Regions from separate parts of the Mus musculus genome. Here regions 1 and 3 are each linked to region 2. A link is a contact called in public promoter capture Hi-C data. All regions are on one chromosome and are shown on one strand. Each heading gives the region's core, a stretch centred on a gene start, on an enhancer-like site or on the middle of the called end of the contact. The rest is flanking DNA. Distances are from core to core; before and after follow the strand shown. Region 1 holds the start of Shisa5 (shisa family member 5). Region 2 holds the start of Celsr3 (cadherin, EGF LAG seven-pass G-type receptor 3). Region 3 overlaps Arih2 (ariadne RBR E3 ubiquitin protein ligase 2).

Region 1 (3,101 bases), core at 328-2,827, 210 kb after region 2:
TGGAGGATATCATCCTTAGTGAGGTAACCCAATCACAAAAGAAGCCATTAGGTATGCACTCACTGATAAGTGGATATTAGCCCAGAAACATAGAACACCCAAGCTACAATTTGCAAAACACAAGAAAATCAAGAAGAGGGAAGACCAATGAATGGGTAGATACTTCATTCCTCCTTAGACTAGGGAACAAAATACCCATGAAAGGAGTTACAGAGACAAAGTTTGGAGCTAAGATGAAAGGATGGACTATTCAGAGACTACCCCACCTGGGGATCCATCCCATAATCAGCCACCAAACCCAGACACTATTGCATATGCCAGAAAGATTTTGCTGAAGGGACCCTGTTATAGCTGTCTCGTATGAGGCTATGCCAGTGCCTGGCAAATACAGAAGTGGATGCTCACAGTCATCTATAAGATGGAACACAGGGCCCCCAATGGAGAAGCTAGAGAAAACACCCAAGGAGCTGAAGGGGTCTGCAACCCTATAGGTGGAACAACAATATGAACTAACCAGTACCCCCAGAGCTCGTATCTTTAGCTGCATATGTAGCAGAAGATGGCCTAGTCGGCCATCACTGGGAAGAGAGTCCCCTTGGTATTGCAAACTTTATATACCCCAGTATAGGGGAATGCCAGGGCCAAGAAGCAGGAGTTGGTGGGTAGGGGAGCAGGGCGGGGGGAGGGTATAGGGAACTTTTGGGATAGCATTTGAAATGCATATAAAGAAAATATCTAATAAAAAATTAAAAAAAAAGATTTTGCTGATATGACCCTGATATAGCTGTCTCTTGTGAGGCTATGCCAGTGCCTGGCCAATACAGAAGTGGATGCTCACAGTCTATTGGATAGAACACAGGACCCCCAATAAAGGAGCTAGAGAAAGTACCCAAAGGAGCTAAAGGGGTCTGCAACCCTATAGGAGGAACAATATAAACTAACCAGTACTCCTGGGCAGTGCAAGTTCACATTCCTCCGTTCCCTGGCCTTGTTAGGAACTTTGTCCCACATTGAGGGGAAGGGGCAGCCTGTGTGTACCCTAGGAGCTGTTAGTTCTTAACTCAGGATTGGATCCCTGAGCCAGGGTGAGCAGTTACCTGGAGGTGGTCTTGGTCACTGGGGAGTGACATTCCTCAGACTGAGGTCCTGGAAATCTGCTAAAAGGGACTTGACTTTGTTGAGCACCATTCCCTGCTTCAAGCAGCGGGATCCTCCTCCGGTGAATCTGTGTGAGGCTCCAAGGAGCCAGCAAGAAAATCGCAGCTTCCCTGAGGGCAAATTGGAGGCGCGCACCAGCTGTACACTGCTGGCGCTCAAGTGTTAGGATAACGTTGCCACAGAGATCCTTTTCTAGCACCTAAGTCAGCTGCAAGGGGGGGGGGTCTTTCCGCAAAAGTATGCAGTGAGCAGAGGGCAACTTGGATGCACCAGCCCCTTCCTCCTGCATCTGGGAAACCTGTCTCAAATTTTCGTGGACCGGTGCTGGAGGGACTCCCATGGCCAGGCTGGGAGGGGCGGCCGCTTCCCTTCTCTTCCCTCCCACTTCTTCCCCCTCCCTCCCACCTCCTCCCCTCTCGGGCGGGGGTTCCGGAAACCGGCCGGGGCGGGGCAAGGAGGCTAGGGCCGCGCTGGTCGCGGAGGTTGCGGCGGCACCGTGGTCTTGGGCTTGGTCCGTCTGTTCGTCCGTCCGTTGGTCTGTCCCGCCATGGCTGCGCCGGCGCCCTCTCTGTGGACCCTATTGCTGCTGCTGTTGCTGCTGCCGCCGCCTCCGGGTGGTGAGCCTGGGAGGAGGGGGCGGTGTGTGCTCCCTAGGGACCGGGTCGGGTCAGACACTTCCCCTAGCTGTCTCTGGAATGAGCCAGACAGGACCAGCCTTGGAGTGCTTCGACTTGACTCCCTGAAAACCAGGGGGGCGTCTGCGAACCCCACCACTGACTTCATCTTGTCACCTCTTCCCTCCTGAGCTGATACTGACTACCTTTGTTGTGTCCTTCACGGTGTGAAGGCCCTACCTGTTCCAGGGGCTGGAGCAAGACTCCCGCCTGGGGTTAGCTTCAGGCTCAAAGACAGCCTGGCCCTTCCAGCAAAGACTTTCCCTCTCAGCTTGTTTCCTGGCTGGGAGCCCCGCCGCCTGTTGCCTCTACAGCCCTGTGTTCCAGGAGAAGCTGGGCCCTAAGGCTGGCTTGGGGAGGAGACACCTCTTTCCCTTTTCATCATTAGAGGGATGACTCACTTGGGCTTGGGAGGGCAGGCTGGGGGCCTATTCGGGTGTGTATTGGAACAGTCCCCTGCCGGTCATGGGAAACTGATTCTGTTGTGATGGGTGGCTTCCTGGAGGAAAAGGGCTGTTTCCTGAGGGCTGACATGAATTTGGAAATGAGAACAGAGTCAGCCCATCCCCCGAGTGAGGCTCTGGGAGAGCGGGACAACTCAGACTATAGAGAGTTTCGTTCTGTGTCTGGAGGGTCTCAGCCTTGAAGACCCACTGGTGTGGACATCAGTAGATGCCACCTGTCTTTAATCTCAACACTCCAAAGGCAGAGGCAGGAGGATCTCTGTGAATTTGAGGCCAGTCTGGTCTAGGCTGTGAGTTTCCAGGTGAACTAGGGCTATATAGTGAGACCCTACCCTAAAAAGAAAGCAAGAAGTCTCACTGGTGTGGGCTGTTCAGCCTCCGAATCGCAGCCTGGCTCACTTTCATGTGGTGAGTTGGCTAAGCCTGCAGTGGTCAGATAGACCCATTTCATAGCAAGGTTTGGCCCAAAACAACAAAACTGTAGCCCTCTTTACCTCCAAGTTAACTTTTCACAGCCTGTCATAGCACCTCTTCCCCTGGGCCTCATTCTAGTAGCCCCAAGGCACATGCTCTATCTCCTGCCTGATCTGGCTGGGCTCTCTGACCAGGGTTCATGTGCTGGCTCAGGACTGCTTCCAGACGGATACTTAAGGGACTGTCCCATGTGAGCCTTGATGAGGGTCTTTCACGTGGGGTTCTCCTGTGTTTGGGTTTCAGGTTTGCTAGTGTAGCCTAAGGACACGGACATGGTGTGTGGCATCTTCCCAGAGTGTTGTAAAGCTTGTTGGTACCCGGTGTTGGCGCC
Region 2 (2,906 bases), core at 404-2,903:
TCCCTCAGCCAAGGTGCCTTACTTAACACATCTGCCCACGCGGCAAGAGCCGGGATGGCATCCTAAAAGTGCTGCTCAGGCAACTCGTACCGGAAGTCCAGATCCCTAAGGTCATTCAGGGGTCTCCTCTGTGATTCCAGCTGGTTTCCTCCTTGTTCAACCTGAGATTTGCGCTTTCCACTAGCTAGTCTGTGGACCCACAGAGCGGCGGGCGCTTCAAAACCAGGTCCCGCTCCTCTCTTCTCTAGTCAGGAACTACAATCCTACGGAGTACTTTCTTTAGTGCCGCTGTACATAGTCCACCTACACGCACAAATGGTGTATCTGTCACGGAACTCTGACTTGAGTCTTAAGACTTAACGACCCCAAACACTACAGCTGATACCCATGGGTCAGATCACAGCAGCCTCGTCCAGTGCAACCCGAGTGAGCCAAACCTCCCCGAAGCAAAGAAACCCAGGAGCGAGAGAATGCGTTGATTGGTTGCTGGTGATGTCATAGCTACCATTTGGGGGCGGGCCAGAGGTCTTGGCCAGGAGTTCTTGGACTGTTTGAAGTAGTAACCACTCAGCCGGGGGAACCGCACCCAGGGCAATGTTCTGGGGTCCTAGGCCTGACTCCTGTCTCGGTGTCAGAATGAATGAGTCCCCTGCACCTTGCGTTGCAGCTCATCACCGATGCCAAGTTTGGAGGCTGATCAATATAGCGCGTCTTTTGGATTATTTCTGCTGGCTAGCGTGGAACCCGCGAGGCCCTCCTACCTCCCGCATACAATGGAGTCCTCCGAGAGGGGCGGGGTCTCCCATTGTGCCAATAGAAACAATGACACTCTAATTGGAATGCGCCGCCTTTCTCTAGGATTCTGTGACGTCTGTTGCGCCACATCTAGCTATTGGTTGGTTGAGATGCGCGCGTGCCAGGAGTTGGACGGAAAGCTAGACTGGACCAGGACTAGGGAGAACTGAGCTTCTGTCGGGTTCTTCAAGGGGTTAAAGGATGCAGTTGTCGCAGGCGAGGGGGCGGAGATCTGAGGAAGCTGGGTCCACAGTTGTACAACCCTGGGTTCCACGTGGCATCTCAGAACACTGGAAAGAACCATAGCCTAGAGAGACGTGGTGTCTCTCCCAAGTCTGGGAGACCGCTAGTGACTCTCGTGGCGGAGAAGAGTTGGCTTCTCTTCCTGTCTCAGAAGGGTCGTTTTCAGATCCTGTTCTGTAGGAGCAAACAAGGAGATTTTTGCGACATGTTTCTCATAAGTTAAACTTGTTAATAAACAGTTAACGCTATTGTTTGAACCAGGCCGGTGTCTGGCCATTATTTTCACAGTCCCAGGATTCTATATGGTAACCCTTCCCAGACCGATGACAGCACATTTTCAAACCAAAATGGGTGTTAGGGCTCGGAACTAGCGCTCTAAAGGGAGACGAGATTCTCGGTCTGAAGAAAGACTAGGAAGCCACGCTGGAATAGCGCACTAGGATGAGAGGGAGGGCGGTGGCAGAGTAGCGGAGAAACTCCCAGCTCCGTTCAGCACCGTGGGCAGCACTTCTGTTCTCAATAAAGATGGCGGTAACGGCTTCAGTCGCCAGAACTGCCATGCGCGACGGGCTGTACCACCAGGTTTGGGGCATCGGGGCGGAGGTGGAGCAAACCATCGGAGCGGCCGGGAGCCATGTTGGAGCGTCGGGAGGCGGCAGCGGCGTCGGGGATGCTGTGGTGGGGGCGGCAAAAGCCGGGGCCGTATGCCAAAGGGGCTCTGGCCGCGGAGTAGATGGTGCCCAGAGAGCAGTGGCGGCGCGGAGCGACGGGCAGAGGGGCGGAGGGCCGGGGCGGCGGCAGGGGCCCAGGAGGGGGCCAGAGCAGCGGGGCGGGCCCAAGGCCCGGACCCGGGCGGGGGGCGGCGGAGGCCGTGACGGGAGGCGGGGGTGATGGCGAGGCGGCCTCTATGGTGGGGTCTCCCGGGACCGTCGACCCCGGTACTACTGCTCCTTCTCCTCTCTTTGTTCCCTTTTAGCCGGGAGGAGCTGGGGGGCGGTGGGGACCAGGACTGGGACCCAGGGGTTGCTACTACTACTGGGCCAAGAGCGCAAATCGGCAGTGGAGCCGTAGCTCTTTGTCCCGAATCTCCCGGCGTCTGGGAAGATGGAGATCCTGGCCTGGGGGTCAGGGAGCCTGTCTTCATGAGGCTCCGAGTAGGTAGGCAAAACGCCCGGAATGGTCGAGGGGCCCCTGAGCAACCAAACGCGGAGGTGGTGGTCCAGGCATTGGGTAGTCGCGAGCAAGAGGCAGGTCAGGGTCCAGGGTATCTGTTATGTTGGCACCCAGAGATCTCCTCTTGTGGGCGGACAGGGCCTTTACGAAGAGGTAGCCTGCCACTCGATGCTCTGTCCCCAGGGGATTCTGATCTGAGGAACAGCTCTCCTCACCCTTCAGAACTTCTGGCTCAGCCTGATGGCTCCAGGCCAGTGGCCTTCCAGCGTAATGCTAGGAGAAGCATCCGCAAAAGAGTGGAAACCTCTCGCTGCTGCGGGAAGCTGTGGGAGCCAGGACACAAGGGTCAGGGTGAGAGATCCGCGACTTCCACAGTGGACAGGGGACCCTTTCGGCGGGACTGCCTCCCCGGCTCTTTAGGATCTGGCCTGGGGGAGGATTCAGCACCACGTGCTGTGAGGACAGCTCCTACGCCGGGTTCAGCACCTCGCGAGTCTCGGACAGCTCCCGGGCGCATGCGCTCCCGCGGTCTCTTCCGCCGCCGTTTCCTCTTTGAGCGCCCTGGGCCGCGCCCTCCCGGGTTTCCGACTGGTCCTGAAGCCAAGCAAATACTCTCAACTAACCAGGCTCGTCCTCGTCGTGCTGCAAACCGCCACCCGCAGTTTCCTCAATACAACTACCAGACACTGGTACCT
Region 3 (2,893 bases), core at 175-2,674, 200 kb before region 2:
AAATCTCTGTGTATTGGAGACCAACCTGGTTTACAAAGTGAGTTCTAACTGCAGTGCCCTTATTGAGGGTGATGCATGTGACATGGTACCTGTGTGGAGGTCAGAGGACAACCTGTGAAGCCGACTGTTATCCACCCATCTTTTTTTTTTTTTTTTTTTAAGACAGGTCTCACTTATATAGCCTTGGCTATTCTGGAACTCACTATGTAGGCCAGGTTGGCTTCTTCTTCTTCTTTTTTTTTTTTTTTTTTTTTTTGTTTTTCGAGACAGGGTTTCTCTGTGTAGCCCTGGCTGTCCTGGAACTCACTCTGTAGACCAGGCTGGCCTCGAACTCAGAAAATCCGCCTGCCTCTGCCTCCCAAGTGCTGGGATTAAAGGCGTGAGCCACCATGCCCGGCCCAGGTTGGCTTCTTACAGACTTTCCTGCCTCTGCCTTCCACGTGCTGGGTGAGATTAAAGGTGTGCGCCACCATGCCCCGCTAAACTTTTAGGTCAGTTCCAGGGATCAAATTTGGGTCATGGCCAGGCTTATGCAGCAAAGTGTCTTTACCCAATGGGTAATCTTGCAGGTGCTATTTTCTTTTTAATTTTATTTCATGGTGTTCTGGTCCTGGATGCATTGCTTTCATGTGTGTCTGCACAGACTTGTATGACTGGTGACCAAGCAGGCCAGAAGAAGGCATCAGACCACCTAGAATTGGAGTTACAGAGGGTTGTGAGCTGCCATGTGGGAACTGGGAACTGAATCTAGAATCAAGAAGGGCTTCCAGGGTTTCCAGGGCTCTTAACAACTGAGTCAACTCTCCTGCCCCTGTTTGCTTTTGAAACAGGGTCTTGTTATGTCATTGTACCTACGCTGAGACTTTGAATGTAAACTGATTCTTCTGCCTCTACTTCATGAGTGCTGGGATATAGGTGTGTGCCACCATCCTAGCTGTAATTTTAACAGTTTTAAACAAAGGCTAACTGATTATATATTATAAATTCTAGACGGTCATGTAATTTTCACTAGCCCTACGACAGTTTACCTGACCAAGCCTAAGAAGTTCCACTGAATGTTTTGCTATCAACTTGCCATATTCTCAAAGTCACTCAATGTCCACAAGGAATGTCTTTCAGGTTAGTTTGCTTAGTGGCCTGTCTGTGACCTATCATATTTGTGCCCAAACCACACTCAGTGTCAACACACACACATACCAAAATCAGGCCATCTGACTTGGAGCTAAGAAAAAACGATGACTGCAAAGGCAGGGAAGGGGAAGCAAGCCAACACTGGCACTTCCCTGGAGTGGGCTGAGCAGTGTGCAGTGGGTAAAGTGCTTGGCAAGCAAGTATGATGACCACAGTCGGGATCCCCAGCACCCTTTAAGTGTGGAATAGGCTTGGCAGCTTGCCTGTATTCCCAGCATGCTCAAGAGGCCCAGACATGTGACCCCTAGAGCACACTGATTAGCAAACTCTGGACTCAAAGACCCTAACTCCATATAAGGTAGAGAGTCACTGGGAAGAATTCTAGGACCTCTAGTCTCCACAGTAATGCTCACACACACACATACAACCCATGTCTGCCTGTACACACTGTAAGCATGCAGGCATACGAACATACCACAAACAAGAAAAAAGGGGGTGGGGTAGGCCTACCCTCAACTTTCATGGTGGCTTGAAGAGCATTTCATAGAATAAAAATGGGGTTAGAGCAGAAATCAGGTACAGTCCATCTTTCTGCCTTTCTCCCCCTTTTCCCTGAGCCCTCAATACCTATAACAAGATGGAGCAGATGCTGGTGGGAACCTGTCCTTCCAACTTGAAGGACACTTCTTGATGACATTTACCCTACATAATATTCTGTACTGCCTATAGGCCGCAATCCAATACAGCATCTCCAGATCTTTATTTCAAAAAACATTGACTTTACACGTGTCAAAATGAGTGTTTCTGATCACCAGTACTTCCCAAAGGTGTCAAACATCTAACAACGTCCTTTATAGTCTGTGTTTGTAAAGGAAACTGAAAAGTTATCTCTCTACCACAGACTTTCAAACATGTTCAGCAATTACCACTTAGTGACACAGAGAGACCTACAGAAGTAGACAGCAGTATAGGAGTCAAGTTTTCCTTTCTGGTTTTAAAGAGTTAGTGACTGTGCCACTCAATTTTATTAATACTTCAAAAGCAAGGTGCTGGACGAAAAGCAGAGACCACAGGGAAATTCAGGATTTAGGTATGTATTGTTAAGATTTCCTCACTGAGACGTAATGACATCTATACAAATACTTTAGTTTGTATTATCAACCAGCAGGTGGTCCCAAACAAGGATAACAGCACAGAAGCCTATAGCCTCACCACTTCATAAGCTGCTCTAGAACAGGAGTTTTCAACCTTGCTAATGCCGCGATCCTTAATACAGTTCCGCATGCTATGATGATCCCTAACCACAAAATTATTTTCATTGCTACTTCATAACTGTAAATTTGCGACAGTTATGAATCATAATGAAAATTATTTTTGGAGATAAAGGTTTGCTAAACCTTTCACAATCCACAGGTTAAGAACTGCTAGAGACATATGCCCTCATAAGCTAAGAATTTTAGAGATAATCAAAATGAAGTCAAACAAAACAGCCAGCTCAGGATGGAAACTATCTTGGTAACTATAGTGGGTTGAATAAGAATGACCCCATAATATCTCAGAGTTGAATACTCGGTCCCCAGGAAGTATCACAATTTGAAAGGATTAGGAGGTGTGGCCTTGTTGGAGAAAGTGTGTCACTGAGGGTGGGCCATGAGTTTTCACATAGCCCATTCCAAGCAGTCTCTCTCTTCCAACGAAGATACAACTCTCAGCTAATTCTCCAGCCCTGTGCCTGCCTGTGTGCCAACAAGTTTCCTGCCAT

Evidence for each region. Promoter capture Hi-C pulls out the DNA fragments that hold promoters and counts their contacts. Capture Hi-C pulls out chosen DNA fragments and counts their contacts.
Region 1: a contact with region 2 is called in a promoter capture Hi-C map of liver. The contact joins the promoter of Shisa5 here to the promoter of Celsr3 in region 2. A contact is called at or near these places in 3 of 115 datasets of contacts at active chromatin or transcription factors (bone marrow-derived macrophages, embryonic stem cells and epiblast stem cells) and 2 of 9 other capture datasets (liver and pancreatic islet).
Region 3: a promoter capture Hi-C map of macrophages shows a contact between it and region 2, with 5 read pairs. The contact joins the enhancer-like site here to the promoter of Celsr3 in region 2. A contact is called at or near these places in 4 of 39 promoter capture datasets (the 3T3-L1 cell line, liver, macrophages and 1 more), 2 of 115 datasets of contacts at active chromatin or transcription factors (bone marrow-derived macrophages and embryonic stem cells) and 3 of 9 other capture datasets (adipose tissue, liver and pancreatic islet).

Annotation. Positions count from the first base shown.
Region 1 is chr9:109,036,990-109,040,090 of GRCm38.p6, forward strand. It overlaps Shisa5 (shisa family member 5), which reads left to right and starts at 1,578. Exons shown (of 6, transcript NM_025858.3): 1 at 1,578-1,775. The coding sequence starts at 1,706.
Region 2 is chr9:108,824,392-108,827,297 of GRCm38.p6, forward strand. Celsr3 (cadherin, EGF LAG seven-pass G-type receptor 3) reads left to right here and starts at 1,654. Exons shown (of 36, transcript NM_001359572.1): 1 at 1,654-2,906. The coding sequence starts at 1,929. Gm35025 (a long non-coding RNA gene) reads right to left here and starts at 1,729. Exons shown (of 2, transcript XR_871161.3): 1 at 91-1,729.
Region 3 is chr9:108,625,362-108,628,254 of GRCm38.p6, forward strand. All of the region lies in intron 3 of Arih2 (ariadne RBR E3 ubiquitin protein ligase 2), which reads right to left. Among named protein-coding and RNA genes, the nearest start is that of Arih2, 23 kb to the right of the region's middle. Within about 2 kb of position 1,425, at least 21 of the 459 cell types and tissues checked have an H3K27ac peak or open chromatin away from gene starts, as enhancers often do. A contact at or near this core is called in bone marrow-derived macrophages and macrophages, where this site is marked.